2 separate regions of the Mus musculus genome follow, and region 1 is linked to region 2. Evidence: chromatin contacts called from public HiCAR-type data. All regions are on one chromosome and are shown on one strand. Each heading gives the region's core, a stretch centred on a gene start, on an enhancer-like site or on the middle of the called end of the contact. The rest is flanking DNA. Distances are from core to core; before and after follow the strand shown. Region 1 holds the start of Htt (huntingtin). Region 2 holds the start of Maea (macrophage erythroblast attacher).

What was found. HiCAR-type assays count read pairs that join an accessible place to other places.
Region 1: a contact with region 2 is called in a HiCAR-type map of astrocytes, with 2.8 times the contacts expected there. The contact joins the promoter of Htt here to the promoter of Maea in region 2. A contact is called at or near these places in 1 of 115 datasets of contacts at active chromatin or transcription factors (astrocytes) and 2 of 9 other capture datasets (adipose tissue and liver).

The regions. Positions count from the first base shown.
Region 1 is chr5:34,760,149-34,764,234 of GRCm38.p6, forward strand. It overlaps Htt (huntingtin), which reads left to right and starts at 1,592. Exons shown (of 67, transcript NM_010414.3): 1 at 1,592-1,961. The coding sequence starts at 1,759.
Region 2 is chr5:33,333,913-33,338,212 of GRCm38.p6, forward strand. It overlaps Maea (macrophage erythroblast attacher), which reads left to right and starts at 1,660. Exons shown (of 9, transcript NM_021500.2): 1 at 1,660-1,733. The coding sequence starts at 1,665.

The DNA of each region.
Region 1 (4,086 bases), core at 342-2,841, 1.4 Mb after region 2:
AGGCTGCCTCATGTGAGAGCTAGCACTGGCACTGTGCATCTAATAGTGCCATTAGTAACAGAGGGGACATAGAATCTAAAGGCTGTTTCTCTGCTCTCCTTCCCAGTTTAACAGCGGCGGGCTTATACCCCTACAGTAACAGTGTTGGTTTCTGTATACTTGGCCATTTCGAGAAAATGGAGTGCCTTATGGCCATGGAATAGGGCATTTGATTCTTACAGGTAGCCTGAAGCTTCATTGGGTTTCTCACTGCATGGATCACCTCCAGACAGCTTTTTCTGAAGCCGGAACGGTTTTGTTTGTTTGTTTGAGACAGGGTTTCTATGTAGCTCTGGCTGTCCTGGAACTCACTTTGTAGAACAGGCTGACCTATAACTCAGAGATCTGCCTGCCTCTGCCTCCAGACTGCTGAGATTAAAGGTGTGTTCTATCACTGCTTGGCTTTTTCCTTTTCCTTTTTCTTTTGAGACAAGTTCTGATACAGCCCATGCTGACTTGAATTCACTATGAAGCCAAGGAAAACCTGGAACTCCTGATCCTCGTTCTACCTGCAGAGTACATGATTACCACCCCTGGTTTATAAAATGCAGGGATTGAACTCAGAGCTTCGTGCATGCTACTCAAAAAGCATTCTACAAGTGCTGTGATTAAAGGCATGCACCACCATGCCCGGTTGAAGCCAACACTTTTTGCTGGGCAGACTGCAGGGGCAGCTTGGGTGTATCCACACCATTTTCAGCTTCCTGCTTTAATTGCTCACCTTTGGGAGATGGAGGCTCTAGAGACAAGGACTTCAGCGCTGGTGGCAATGAGACCCCTTGTAGGTCCTGGCTGGTTGCCACAGCACTTTCCAGGGTCCGTGTCTCAATGTAGAGTGTGTGACCAAAGTTGCATGAAACACAGCCTTTCTTTGGACAGTAACTACTGCTGCCTGCCTGAAACCCTTTCTCAGCCTTCGCTGCCTGCTTGAAACCCTTTCTCAGCCTTCTCTACTGCAGACACTTCTGGGGCTTCGGGGTCCACGGATCATAAAGGGTTCTTTGGTCCTGAATACAGGTCACTCTGGTTCCCTTCTCATTGCAGGGAGCTCCCAGCACGCTGCGTTCGGGAAGCTCAGGCCACCACCTGGCTTGTGGAAGAGAGAGCTGCTTTGGGTTTCGGGTTCCGAGCTCCACAATCGCTTTCCCGGTGACTCCAGGTGTAGGGTGGCTTTACGCAGGAAAATTTCTTCGCTGTCATTCCCCTTTCCAACCTTTTCTTCCTTCCGGGTCTCCCCAACTCCTCTGCCCACCTCCTCACTTCTTTTCTATCGCTGGTGCCAGGGAGCCGCCCTAAAGCCCACTCTCCGCTCAGCTCCGTCCCTCATCTAGCAGCCCGCCCCGCCCACCTCATCCTCTTGCTTGGCCCTCTTCACTAAGGGGGGCTGGCTTTTGCGGGAAGGGGCGGGGCCACATCGGCGGGGCGGAGAGTCTTAAACTAGCAGAGGCCCCGCAGGCCTGCGTCCTGACTTCGGGAAAGAGGACGACGCATCCGCCTGTCAATTCTGCGGGTCTGGCGTGGCCTCGTCTCCGCCGGCATGACGTCACGGGACGCACTCGCCGCGAGGGTTGCCGGGACGGGCCCAAGATGGCTGAGCGCCTTGGTTCCGCTTCTGCCTGCCGCGCAGAGCCCCATTCATTGCCTTGCTGCTAAGTGGCGCCGCGTAGTGCCAGTAGGCTCCAAGTCTTCAGGGTCTGTCCCATCGGGCAGGAAGCCGTCATGGCAACCCTGGAAAAGCTGATGAAGGCTTTCGAGTCGCTCAAGTCGTTTCAGCAGCAACAGCAGCAGCAGCCACCGCCGCAGGCGCCGCCGCCACCGCCGCCGCCGCCTCCGCCTCAACCCCCTCAGCCGCCGCCTCAGGGGCAGCCGCCGCCGCCACCACCGCCGCTGCCAGGTCCGGCAGAGGAACCGCTGCACCGACCGTGAGTCCGGGCGCCGCAGCTCCCGCCCGGGCCCCGCGCCCCTGGCCTGCGTGCTGGGCATGGCCAACACTGTTCCCTGTCCAGAGGGTCGCGGTACCTCCCTGAGGCCAGGCTTTCCCGGCCCGGGCCCTCGTCTTGCGGGGTCTCTGGCCTCCCTCAGAGGAGACAGAGCCGGGTCAGGCCAGCCAGGGACTCGCTGAGGGGCGTCACGACTCCAGTGCCTTCGCCGTTCCCAGTTTGCGAAGTTAGGGAACGAACTTGTTTCTCTCTTCTGGAGAAACTGGGGCGGTGGCGCACATGACTGTTGTGAAGAGAACTTGGAGAGGCAGAGATCTCTAGGGTTACCTCCTCATCAGGCCTAAGAGCTGGGAGTGCAGGACAGCGTGAGAGATGTGCGGGTAGTGGATGACATAATGCTTTTAGGAGGTCTCGGCGGGAGTGCTGAGGGCGGGGGAGTGTGAACGCATCCAATGGGATATTCTTTTTCCAAGTGACACTTGAAGCAGCCTGTGACTCGAGGCACTTCGTACTCTCCTGGCGTTTCATTTAGTTTGTGGTGTAGTGTAGTTAAACCAGGTTTTAAGCATAGCCAGAGAGGTGTGCTTCTGTGTGTCTGCAGGCAGTTGGATGAGTTGTATTTGTCAAGTACATGGTGAGTTACTTAGGTGTGATTATTAATAAAAAACTATATGTGTGCATATATATGAAAGAGTCGACTTATACTTAACTGCCTATCGATTTTTTGTTCTATATAAAACGGATACATTGGTGGTGCTCAGTTTTCACCGGGGAATGAATTTTACTAGTGTTGCAGACAGGCTTGTTTTAGAACATAGGCCACTCTGACTCTGACTTTGTGCCAGTAAAAGTTCCTGTTTAGTTCTTTGCTGACATCTTATAGATCTTTGGAAGCTAGCTGCTTGTGACTGGAGAGAATATTGAAACAGAAGAGAGACCATGAGTCACAGTGCTCTAAGAGAAAAGAGACGCTCAAAACATTTCCTGGAAATCCATGCTGAGTGTTGAGCCCTGTGCTCTCTTGCAGCTCAGTCCTTTCTCTCAACTCTGGGCATTTTATTTCTAATCTGGATTTGTATAATTAATAAGGAGAACTTTTGGGAACAACCTACTAAAGAATGTCATCATTAAAACTCACTTAGAAAATAAGTGTTCTGGTGATATCATTGAGCTATGTTCCCAGTCCTGAGAGTTTGTTTTTTTTTTTTTTTTTAAATAAAGATTTGGGGAGAAAAGGTGGCTTACTTGATAGAACAAAATATAGGAATAAAATTTCCTTCTATAAGGTGAAAAGTGTGAATAGAAAACTTCTTATCCTCTAGATAAGTAGTTTCTTTTTGCTTTTGAGAGTCTCACTATGTAACTCTTGACCTGAACTCAGAGAGATCCATCCTCCTGCCTCTGCCTCCTCTCTCTGGGATTAAAGGCATGTGGCACCATGCTGGGCTGTCCAAGTATGCCACAGACCCTCTAGGTCCCTGGTCTTCGAGGAACGGGATTTCTTAGGCAGATGGGTAAGGAGTCGGATGAAAATGACAATCAGCCACACACAAGAGAGGTGTTGAATCTGAATGTAATGTTCTGGTTGAGCTTCAGACTTATATAACAACGAATTATCAGAGGATACAAATCACAAAAAGACAAGATACACTGAAATTCACCAGTTACAGCAGAAAGGAATTTGCAGGGACTAATTAAATGTTTACATTAGGGATAACAAGCCCTGCCTAGGATCAGCCTAATGCCAGGCAAGAATTTCACACTTTAAGGTTAAAAGCATCAGGGGGTTGTTAACTCTTGACAGGCCTTAAGAGTAATGTGCTATCACTGAGCTCTAAATTCTTAGGTCTAGTAAAACTTATCCTGTCTGGAGAGTTCCCCCTTATCAGGGTAGTATATCAACTTATACTTGACATGGAATGAAGCCTGTAGTAAAACATTTCTATCTCAGTGAGACTTTTAGTCTCTATCTGTAAACAGCTGAGTAAAATGGCAAGTGCTTAATTGTTTACTGAATGGGTTAAGCTCCTTGCTGCTATCTGGAATCTAAGAACACTGGGGAAAGGCTTTAGCTATGTTAGAATACAATATTAAAAGGCATTTACTA
Region 2 (4,300 bases), core at 410-2,909:
AGGGGGCCAACATCATATATTACAGCCCTGGACTTAAATGTGACCATGTAAGAGAGTCAGACAGAATGGCTACAGAGGGGAATATGTAATGCCACTGTGCAAATGTGGACTGGAGGACTCACAGTCACTGATTTCTTCATCATCTAACTCTATAAGACTAAAGACTAGGGGGAGGGAGGCATGGAACCTGCATGGGAGATGGTATCATCTGAGAAGGGGCACAGAAGATCTGTGAAACAAGAGAATCTCTGTTGAGTTCGAGGCTAGCCTGGTCTACATAGAGTTCCAAGATAGAGTCTCAAGGAAAAACAAAACAAAGATCCAGTTCTGTAAAATACAAAAGACAACTTAATGTAGAAGTCATTTCCTAAGGAATGAAATGTAATTCCATTTTTAATTTTAAAAGCAGGCGAGGAGGGCTGGAGAGATGGCTCATGGGTTAAGAGCACATGCTGGTCTTGTAGAGAACTCAAGTTTAGTACTCAGCACCCATGTGCTTGTCTCACAACAATCTGTAACTCTAGTTCCTGGGGGATCTAACGCTCTCTTCTGGCTTCTGCAGAAATCATGCAAACGTGAGGTAGGTTCAATTCACCAAAAAAAAAAAAAAAAAAAAAAAAAAAAAAAAAAAAAAGCCATTCAGTTCAGATAAAGGGTTTTAGTGACCCTCAAGTTTATTGTCTGGCTACCAACAAATGGCCAAATTGAGTTCAAAATAGAAGAATTAGAATGTAGGTAAAAGGCATGATAATTAAGCAATCTCAGTCAAGGTGTGGTCTGGTTGATAGTTACTTCAATTCTGTTTTTCAGGTGGTTTAAAGAAGTCCTCATTGCCTTAGGGAACAGACTGATTCTCAGGTCTTGTGACATGTGCTGTAGGGTGAAGCCTACATCACAGATAATTGCTTTCACTCAGGAGCCCTGGAAGATCCACGTTGCTTAGTTTATCAGAAAGATGTTAACTGATCATTACTATTGCTCCAGGAATTCAACTTGACTACAAGTTTAGGTCAGGGACTGGACACCTTCAGACGCCTTTTGGACCCCAAATCAAGGATTCATCGCTTTTTCACAAATGCAGTTCCCAAGTGTTCCTTATGTTATTACTGGCAGGAAAGCACAGCTGCTCGATAGCCCCTCCCTGTCTTATTCTATTGTAAACATTCTTTATCTTTTATTGGGAAGCCCGCTCTTGGACGCCAGAGCTGTTAATCGGCGAAAATGGAGATGAAGGAAAGTAGTTCCCGGATGGCAAAAACCGCACCCCTAAGTGACCATTCAGAGATAACGGCCACCGAGCGCTGAGGCAGGGCCTGTGACCACTACGGGAGGCGACTTCGGAGGTGTGTGTGTGGGGGGGGGGTGCGACCACAACGTGAGTCGTCTCAGCCCCAACCCTCCGAACGTCCATGGCGTCGGGATCCCCGCTCTACTAAATCCGCATCTGCGGCCTACGCCAGCGGACAATTCAATGAGGAAGCCGCTCTCTAGAGCTGCCGGCGATTGGTCGAGCCCGTGAAAGATGATTGGCTCTGGCCTTCTTCCGCTCGGGCGGCCCGGTGACACGATTGGTGCAGACTCATAGCCGCTCCGCCTGCTCCCGTACGTAGCACGTCACTATCCGGCGTGCCCCGTACCCGCCTCCTCCGCTCGGCCGGCCCAAGATGGCGGTGCAGGAGTCGGCGGCCCAGCTGTCCATGACCCTGAAGGTGCAGGAGTACCCGACCCTCAAGGTGCGTTCTAGGCGCGGCTAGGGTCGCCACCGCATCTTGGGAGGGGTCGTGGTGGTGCAGGGGCTGGGTCGCTGCCGGAGTCGCTTCTGGAGGGACTGCACGGCCGGGGGCGGGGTCGGGGGCGGTGGGGCTGCGGCTCTCCAGCGCGATGGGCACGGGCCGGGGCCTCCCGATGGGGCCAAGGGGGACCTCTCGGTGTACTGTGACCTAGGTGGTGCGGGGCGACAGAGTCAGAGGGCTTCCGAGGCCCGGGCGGCGGGGCCTGAGCCCTGCCTCCCACCCAGCCTTCAAAGCCGAGAGGCTGCGGGCCGTGCGAGTGCGGGCAGCGAGGCCACGGCCGGGGCGGCGGGCACTAAAGAACCAGGGGCCCTGGACGCGGAGGTGGGTCGCGGCGGCCCCGGGGCGTCCTTCCGGAAGCTCGGCCTGGGGCGTGGCGGGCATGCCTCTGGTGCTAATTAGGGGGCCAGTGGGGAGCACTGGCGACCCGGTGGCACCCCGCCTCGCTGGGCGTCCCCAGAACTCCAGCGCAGCTCCTGCCCTTGGTTTCCGGGGCGTGACCTTGGGTGGTCGCTGCGCCAGTGCGTTCCTTTAGGACAAACGTTCATCCCCGCCGGAAGACTGGGAGGCTTCAGTTGCTAGAGGGCTTGATGGTACCGGATGGACTGCGGTGAAGTACCTGGGAAGAAAAGCCTTAAGAGGAAGAAAAAAATTCTTTGGTTCCAAGGAAGGCCGGCAGAGCCTTCGTGTTCTACATTCCTTGGCTGAGGTCTGGGCAGCTTTTCTTCTGGAGCTCTTGGCACCTCATCCATCTCTTTGGTGACCCAGTGGTTGTTTGGTGGTGGGTGGGTGGGTCGTTTAGCTAAGGTTGAAGACTACAGGTTCTAGGCGAGACCGCTTTTTCTGTGCTTAGGGAGACCCAGATTGTATGGGAGGCACCTGACTTCTGCTGGTGTTCCCTTGTCTGATGTAAGCCCTAGGGAGCACTTGTTTTCCTCCCCGAGGGTGAAGTGAGCGAGCTTATATTGCACATGGAAGTCTTGGCATTCCCTGGAAGGCATCTCTTGTCATTGTCCCTGTGACATCTGACTGCTCTGGAGTAGTTTGTCTTCACAGGAGGGCAGAAGCAAGGCCCAGCTGGCCTTCTTCTATAGTTGGTGAGCAGCCATATTTGATCAATGTTTTGTATCCTGTGCTTTATTTGACTAAGGAAGGGAGCAAACACCACCAGTCTTTTTTGTCAGATGTTCAAAATGTATGGCTTGGGGGAGTAGGAGGTACTTGTGACAGACCTCGGTCTTGTACGTGCTAGGCCAATGCTCTGCTACTGAGCTACATCCTCAGGCCTTGTTTTCTTTCTTTCTTTTCTTTTCTTTTCTTTTCTTTTCTTTTTTTTTTTTTTTTTTTTTTTTTTTGAGGCAGGCTTCTGTAGGCCATGAATCCGAGTGCTGGGATTACAGGTGACTCTTACCAATCCTGTAGTTTCCTGGCACTCTTGGATTTCTGTTGATTGACAGATGGAAACCCTGACTCTTAACAGTGGTCATACTTGGGGCCTTCTATCACTAGACCTGTAACCACTGACGTCTGGGCCTCGCCAGGACTTCCAGACCTGTTGCAATGAGGTTGCTTTGGGAGAACGTGGCTATTTGTTCTGGCTGGTGAATTTGGGACCCACAGACAGGAAAGGTTTCAGAGCTCCCTCCCTCTCTGGCTTACTGAACGCATTAGGCAGTGAAATGGATGGTCAGGGTTCCTCCAGTCCGTCCTCTGGTGACCAGGAATGCACTCTGCATTCCAAAGCTATTGCACAGCTCTGACGAAAACGATTCTGTGGATCTCTGTGCAGGTACAGAGAGGTGGTGGTGTCATGGAAACAGAATCACACCTTTTCTTTTCTTTTTTTCTCTTTGACGAATGATAGAAAGAAAAGTTTTTGTGAGTAGAAATGCTACTCCCTCCAGGTCCTGCAGACCCTTGCCTTATAACTTCTCTGCTTTGTTGACAGTGTATCTTTGCTTTGTTCACGTTTTCCCCTTACATTGTTGTTGTTTGGCTGGTTTTGACTTGTTTTTTTTTGAGACAGGTCTGTTGTAGCCTTGGCTGGGCTGTAACTCACTGGGATAGCTAAGGATGACCTTGAGTTTCTGATCCTTCTTACTGTCTCCTGAATGCTGGGATTCCAGGCAGTGCAGTGAGAGAGATCAGATCCAGGACATCTGCATGATGGGCAAACATCCTGCCAACTGAGATGCATACTTAGCTGCACTTCTGTACTTTTTCAACAGTAATTGATGGTGGGCACTTTATACTTTGATTCAGAAGTGTTTGATGACAGAATCAATCAGAATACCAGGAGAGAGGTGTTTGTGGTCAGTCCTTAGGAGGGTCCAGATGCATGTATGGCATGTGGGTTGGGATCCCTCCCAGAAGTGAAGACTGGTGGCTGGAGGGCTCCCCAAAAGCAGTTGGGACTGCAGTATACTGGACAGACTTAAATTTTTTAAGATTTATTCTTTGAACATTTCATAACTTATGTATGTTTATTGACAGATTGTTCACCTGCAGAG